2 separate regions of the Mus musculus genome follow, and region 2 is linked to region 1. A link is a contact called in public promoter capture Hi-C data. All regions are on one chromosome and are shown on one strand. Each heading gives the region's core, a stretch centred on a gene start, on an enhancer-like site or on the middle of the called end of the contact. The rest is flanking DNA. Distances are from core to core; before and after follow the strand shown. Region 1 holds the start of Cyp2a22 (cytochrome P450, family 2, subfamily a, polypeptide 22). Region 2 overlaps Cyp2f2 (cytochrome P450, family 2, subfamily f, polypeptide 2).

Region 1 (2,604 bases), core at 53-2,552:
GTGCCCTGCAACATCTTGATCAAACAGCCTGCCTCCTCCTGGATGCGCTCCTCCATACCTCGCTTGCCCAAGCCGAAATCCTTCAGTGTGGCTATGGAGAAGCGTCTGAGTTGTTTGGCTCGTTCCCCATTGCTGAATGTCACACCTGTAAAGATAAAAACATGAGGGTTGGAGAGAAGTAGACTGAGGCTAAGGAAGGACCAGGTCCACACTGGAAAAGGCTTCTAAGAGAAAAGAAGAGAGACAGATGGATAGAGATGGAAAGAACACAGAATATACAAAAACAGACCCTGCATTGGAAATGTAAATGAAGAAAATACCTAATTAAAAAAAATCTGCTAAATTTGTTCCTGTTCATCTCTCTCTCTTTTTCTCTCCTGCCTAGTGTTAGAAGGTTAATAGGCAAAGAGGGTGAAGGGTGGAAGAAAGAAGAGCCCACAAAGTAGCAAAAGTCTGTCTACAGCCGGGCGTGGTGGCGCACGCCTTTAATCCCAGCACTCGGGAGGCAGAGGCAGGTGGATTTCTGAGTTCGAGGCCAGCCTGGTCTACAGAGTGAGTTCCAGGACAGCCAGGGCTACACAGAGAAACCCTGTCTCGAAGAAAAAAAAAAAAAAAAAAAAGTCTGTCTACAATCACAGATTTCAGATCCTCCTCACCATAGCCTTTGAAGAGTGTATTAAAGGTGGCCTGTTCGCCTCGTCCACTGAACTCCTCAGCGTTGTCCTCCAAAGCCTCTTTGACTGCATCGTATCCATATAGCACCACAACCCGGCGAGGCCCAAGGTGGATGGTGAACACAGGGCCATAGTGCTCTTGGAGCTGATGTGGGGGAAATAGGGGCTGTTAGAGGACTTACTCACTTAACTGGACCAGTACAGAGGTCAGATTATGTGATATCCTACAAAGAAATGCTTGAAAACAAACAAACAAACAAACAAACAGAAAACAAACCAAAGTCTTGAAATAGCTCCAGAGCCTTCTAAACCCCACTAGTAAGAGACTTTGGATTATTCTGTGAATTTTCTGACACAAAACGTCTGCAATCACACAGACTCTTGTCTGTGTCCCATGTCCCATCCATCCCTTCATCCAGTGATACCTGTGTGATGGAGCTGTATACATCTTTTCTATTCAGTTGCAGGTAATTTCCAATGAAAGGCAAAGGAATGGGTCCTGGGGGCAACTTCCCCCTGATTTTCTGCTGCCAGACAGACACCAAGACCATCACACTCAGGAAGGCCAGTATGGCTACGAGGAGCAGCCCTGAGCCCAGCATGATGGCCAGTGAGGACTGACAGGCTGATAGCCAAGGCTGAGATTCTACCTTTATACGCCCAGGGACAGAATGGGCAGAAGATGGCCTTTGCTCCTATTTACCTAGTTGAGTCTTTTGGATTGCAATTCTATCTCCTTACATGGACTCTGTCTGTGTTGCAACACCCACAACATGGGCAAAGAGGAAGACCTCTGGGTGCTAGGCTTAATTTGAAATGCTTAAAGCCTTGCTGGGTTGTGGTGCCCCTTCGAGAGGCTCATTGCCTCCCTCCCGGTCACCCCTTCCCACTATCTCCCTCCCTCCCTTCCTCCCTCCCTCCCTCCCTCCTTCCCTTCCTCCCTCCCTCCCTCCCTCCTTCCCTTCCTCCCTCCCTCCCTCCCTCCCTCCCTTCCTTCCTTCCTTTCTTCCTTCCTTTCTTCCTTCCCTTCTTCTTTCTTTCTCTTACAGACAGAGTTTCTCTGGCTATCCTAGAACTCACTCTGTAGACCAGTTTGGCCTTGAACTCACAGCGATCCCTTTGCCTCTGCCTGCTGAGCACTGGGATTAAAGGCATGTGCCACCACTAATGGGTGCACAGAGTTCTAAAAGGATCCTCAACTTCAGGTTAGGGTGAGCAACTTTCCCTGCCTATGCATGGCTTGGAAAAGGGTAGAAAACCACAGGTATATTTTATCAGATCTTTTCACAGACTAGAGGAGAATAACTCATAATGTTAGTGAAGGACTTATAGAAGTTTTGTGAAATAACAGCTTGAATATTGGGAAACCCCAGTTGTCAGAAGGCTTCTAATTGGCAAAGACTCCTACTGAGTTCCCATTAAGACCCTTATGGTAGCTCACTGTGATACAGGTGACTTCTGTAATTAGTATCCATGTTTACCACAGGACACAGGGCAAGCATGGAGCACATTGGTGAAAGACCTTTGGGTCAAGCTCCCGAATCCAAGTCTGTGGGCATCCTGTATCTTAATTGCCATACAAGCTGTGCACAGTGGGTGCATGTGAAGTGAAAGTTCCCTTTGAAGGTGCATAAGATTTTTAAAAGCAGCATTTCTTGGTTTTTCAGAGCCTGTTCTTAGTAGACAAAGGGAAGATTTATGACAGAAATTTAGGACAACACCAGTGTGGAGAGCATAGGCTGACCCTGGAATACTGAAGCTATAAGAAGAGGAGGAGCAAATAACCATGCTGATCTTATGTTGCTGAATTTCTTTTAAAAAAAAATTCAACATTTCTGTGTGTGGTATCACACACCTTTAATCCCAACACTCAGGAGGCAGAGGCAGGTGGATCTCTGAGTTCAAGGCCAGTCTGGTCTACAAAGCAAGT
Region 2 (2,604 bases), core at 74-2,573, 190 kb after region 1:
GGATGGGAACTGAGGTTCAGATTTAAAAAAAAAAAAAAAAAAAAAAAAAACATGGAGACTAAGAGCCCACACTAGAATCAAAGCAAAGTCCTACCTCCAGAAACTGTTTTCTGGACTTTCTGCTCTTACACCTTAAATGTTGTGTTGAAATGTGAGTTTTGTTTGTTTGTTTTCATAACAGAAACTCTGTAGCCCAGGCTGGCCTGGAACTCACAATGAGCCTCCTGCCTCAGTCTCCCAAGTGCTGGGATTACAGGCCTCCTGCACCACCTGACCTAGCATTTGTTGCTTTTATTGTATCCTATAGTGTGTTTGGCTGTTGAATGATAAGAGGTTAGACAATATGTTTGTGGTCTATCCTGAGGTAAAGTTGTCCTCTGGCATTGTGTATGACACTTCACTGTGAGTCTGCTGCACCCCAATGTTAACTTACTATGCATCACCTCTTCTGCTGCCAGGATACTACAGTGTGTTCTGCACTATCCTATGAGTTGCTGTGAGTTACTGCTGTATGTTGGCAGCCGGATGTTGGAGTATACTGACACCATGAGGTGGTACATTGCGACTGCGCCTTGGGATGTCCCTGGGCTGTCTGTACTGGCATATTTTGTGCTTGGTTGGTTTATGAGGTTTGGTTTGGTTTCTTTCATTGAGACAAAGTCTCTCATAGCCCTGGGTGGTCTCAAACTCTCTATGCAACCAAGAATAACCTGGAACTCCTGATCCCTACCCTCTGCCTCCCAAGTGCTGAGATTGCAGAGGTCAACCACTATAAACAAATGTCTATTTTTTTTATTAATTTAGGGTTTACTTGTATGCATATGTGTTTGTGGCATGCAGAGTGTTCAGGGGTGCCTGCCAAGGTCATAAGGAAGGTCAGATCTCCTGGAGTTATAGGCAATCATTAATAGCCTGAGGAAGCCCTCTGGTCCCTAGCTGTCTGATTTTGAGACAGTTTTGAGCCTTATAACCCAGGCTGACCTCAAACTTGAGGCAACCATCCTGCCTCAGCAGGGGTTACAGGTGCTAACCACCCTTAGGACTCTTTGGCTGTACTCACTGGTGATTTTGTGGGCAGCTGTTGGCTATGATACCTGTGTGCCGTGCTGTGGGCAGTGTAATGTATTCTTGTTCTGCAAGAGTTTTGTTGTACATGACATTGCCAAATTATTTAGGAGTATTGTCATATCACACATTGCGTGGCCTGTCATATTGCACATTGCGTGGCCTCGTGAGAGCATTCTGGACTGTGAGGTGCTGTCTCACGGTGGGTGAATTCTGAGCAAGCAGGAATCGTGGGAGCACTCCATCTGGCACATGTTGTATTGGCAGAGCTTCACACTGACCTACTTCATCTCTCCACCTCAGGCAAGCCCTTTGACCCCGTGTTTATCCTGAGCCGCTCTGTGTCCAACATTATCTGCTCTGTCGTCTTCGGAAGTCGCTTCGACTATGACGATGAGCGTCTGCTCACCATCATCCACTTTATCAATGACAACTTCAAGATTATGAGCAGCCCTTGGGGCGAGGTAAGCACTCGGAGGTCAACCAGATGGGATCATGGGTCCACAGGGTCCAAAAATGTACCAGGGGCCAGTGATGAGATACATGCCTATAAACCCCATACTAAGGAGGCCGAGGGGAGAGGATTGCCACAAGTTCCTGACCAAGCTAGACAAAATAGAAAGAACTCCTCCTTAAAACCCCACCCCCAGTTACACGGTCCACCCATCCTCCTCTGTCCTGCCCCCCTCCCTCCCACTCTCGTTCCACCCTTGCAGAACTTGGCTGCCCATGACAAGACCAGGTCAGAGTTGATTTAAGTTTGCTTTGCTTAGCCTATCCATCAACCCCCAAGCTTGCTTCACGAAGCCTCTCCAACTCTGGTCCCCAGATGTACAACATCTTCCCAAGTGTCCTTGATTGGATACCTGGGCCACACAAACGCTTGTTCCGGAACTTTGGAGGCATGAAAGATCTCATTGCCCGCAGCGTCCGCGAACACCAGGATTCCCTGGACCCCAACTCTCCCCGGGACTTCATCGACTGCTTCCTCACAAAGATGGCACAGGTAGCTGTAGGATGAAGATTCTCCCTCTAGGCTGGTGTGAAGCCCTCCTGCTGCCCCCTCCCGCTCCCCGCCTCAAACGTGCACAGATCTCAGTTTGGGTAGAGTCCTGAAGCTGTGGCACCTGGCCCTGCTGGACAGCTGCCCAAAGCGACTACCAATTAACAAATTATTAAGCCGTTGTGGTTGGCCAAATTGTTCACCTTGGGCCTTGTCACTTTTTCTCTCTCCCTTCACACTACCCGGCTCCCACCAAAAAAAAAAAAAAAAAAAAAAAAAAAAGTTAGCTCAAGAGAGGGACAGAGCCAGCGACTAGTGACGGTAGCAGTTGAGTGGATCACAGAGGCTCCGAAGTATAAGCTTCTCCCAGTCCCTGACTCATAGTACCATCCTTCAACCACAGGAGAAGCAAGACCCACTGAGCCACTTCAATATGGATACCCTGCTGATGACCACACACAACCTGCTCTTCGGTGGCACAGAAACCGTGGGCACCACACTGCGTCACGCCTTCCTTATTCTTATGAAATACCCCA

The links. Promoter capture Hi-C pulls out the DNA fragments that hold promoters and counts their contacts.
Region 2: a promoter capture Hi-C map of liver shows a contact between it and region 1, with 3 times the contacts expected there. The contact joins the enhancer-like site here to the promoter of Cyp2a22 in region 1. A contact is called at or near these places in 3 of 39 promoter capture datasets (the 3T3-L1 cell line and liver), 1 of 484 Hi-C or Micro-C datasets (liver) and 1 of 9 other capture datasets (embryonic stem cells).

What each region holds. Positions count from the first base shown.
Region 1 is chr7:26,938,084-26,940,687 of GRCm38.p6, forward strand. Cyp2a22 (cytochrome P450, family 2, subfamily a, polypeptide 22) reads right to left here and starts at 1,303. Exons shown (of 9, transcript NM_001101467.1): 1 at 1,100-1,303; 2 at 657-819; 3 at 1-145. The coding sequence starts at 1,276.
Region 2 is chr7:27,127,823-27,130,426 of GRCm38.p6, forward strand. It overlaps Cyp2f2 (cytochrome P450, family 2, subfamily f, polypeptide 2), which reads left to right. Exons shown (of 10, transcript NM_007817.2): 5 at 1,369-1,529; 6 at 1,895-2,071; 7 at 2,472-2,604. Among named protein-coding and RNA genes, the nearest start is that of Cyp2f2, 9.2 kb to the left of the region's middle. Within about 2 kb of position 1,324, at least 6 of the 459 cell types and tissues checked have an H3K27ac peak or open chromatin away from gene starts, as enhancers often do. A contact at or near this core is called in liver, where this site is marked.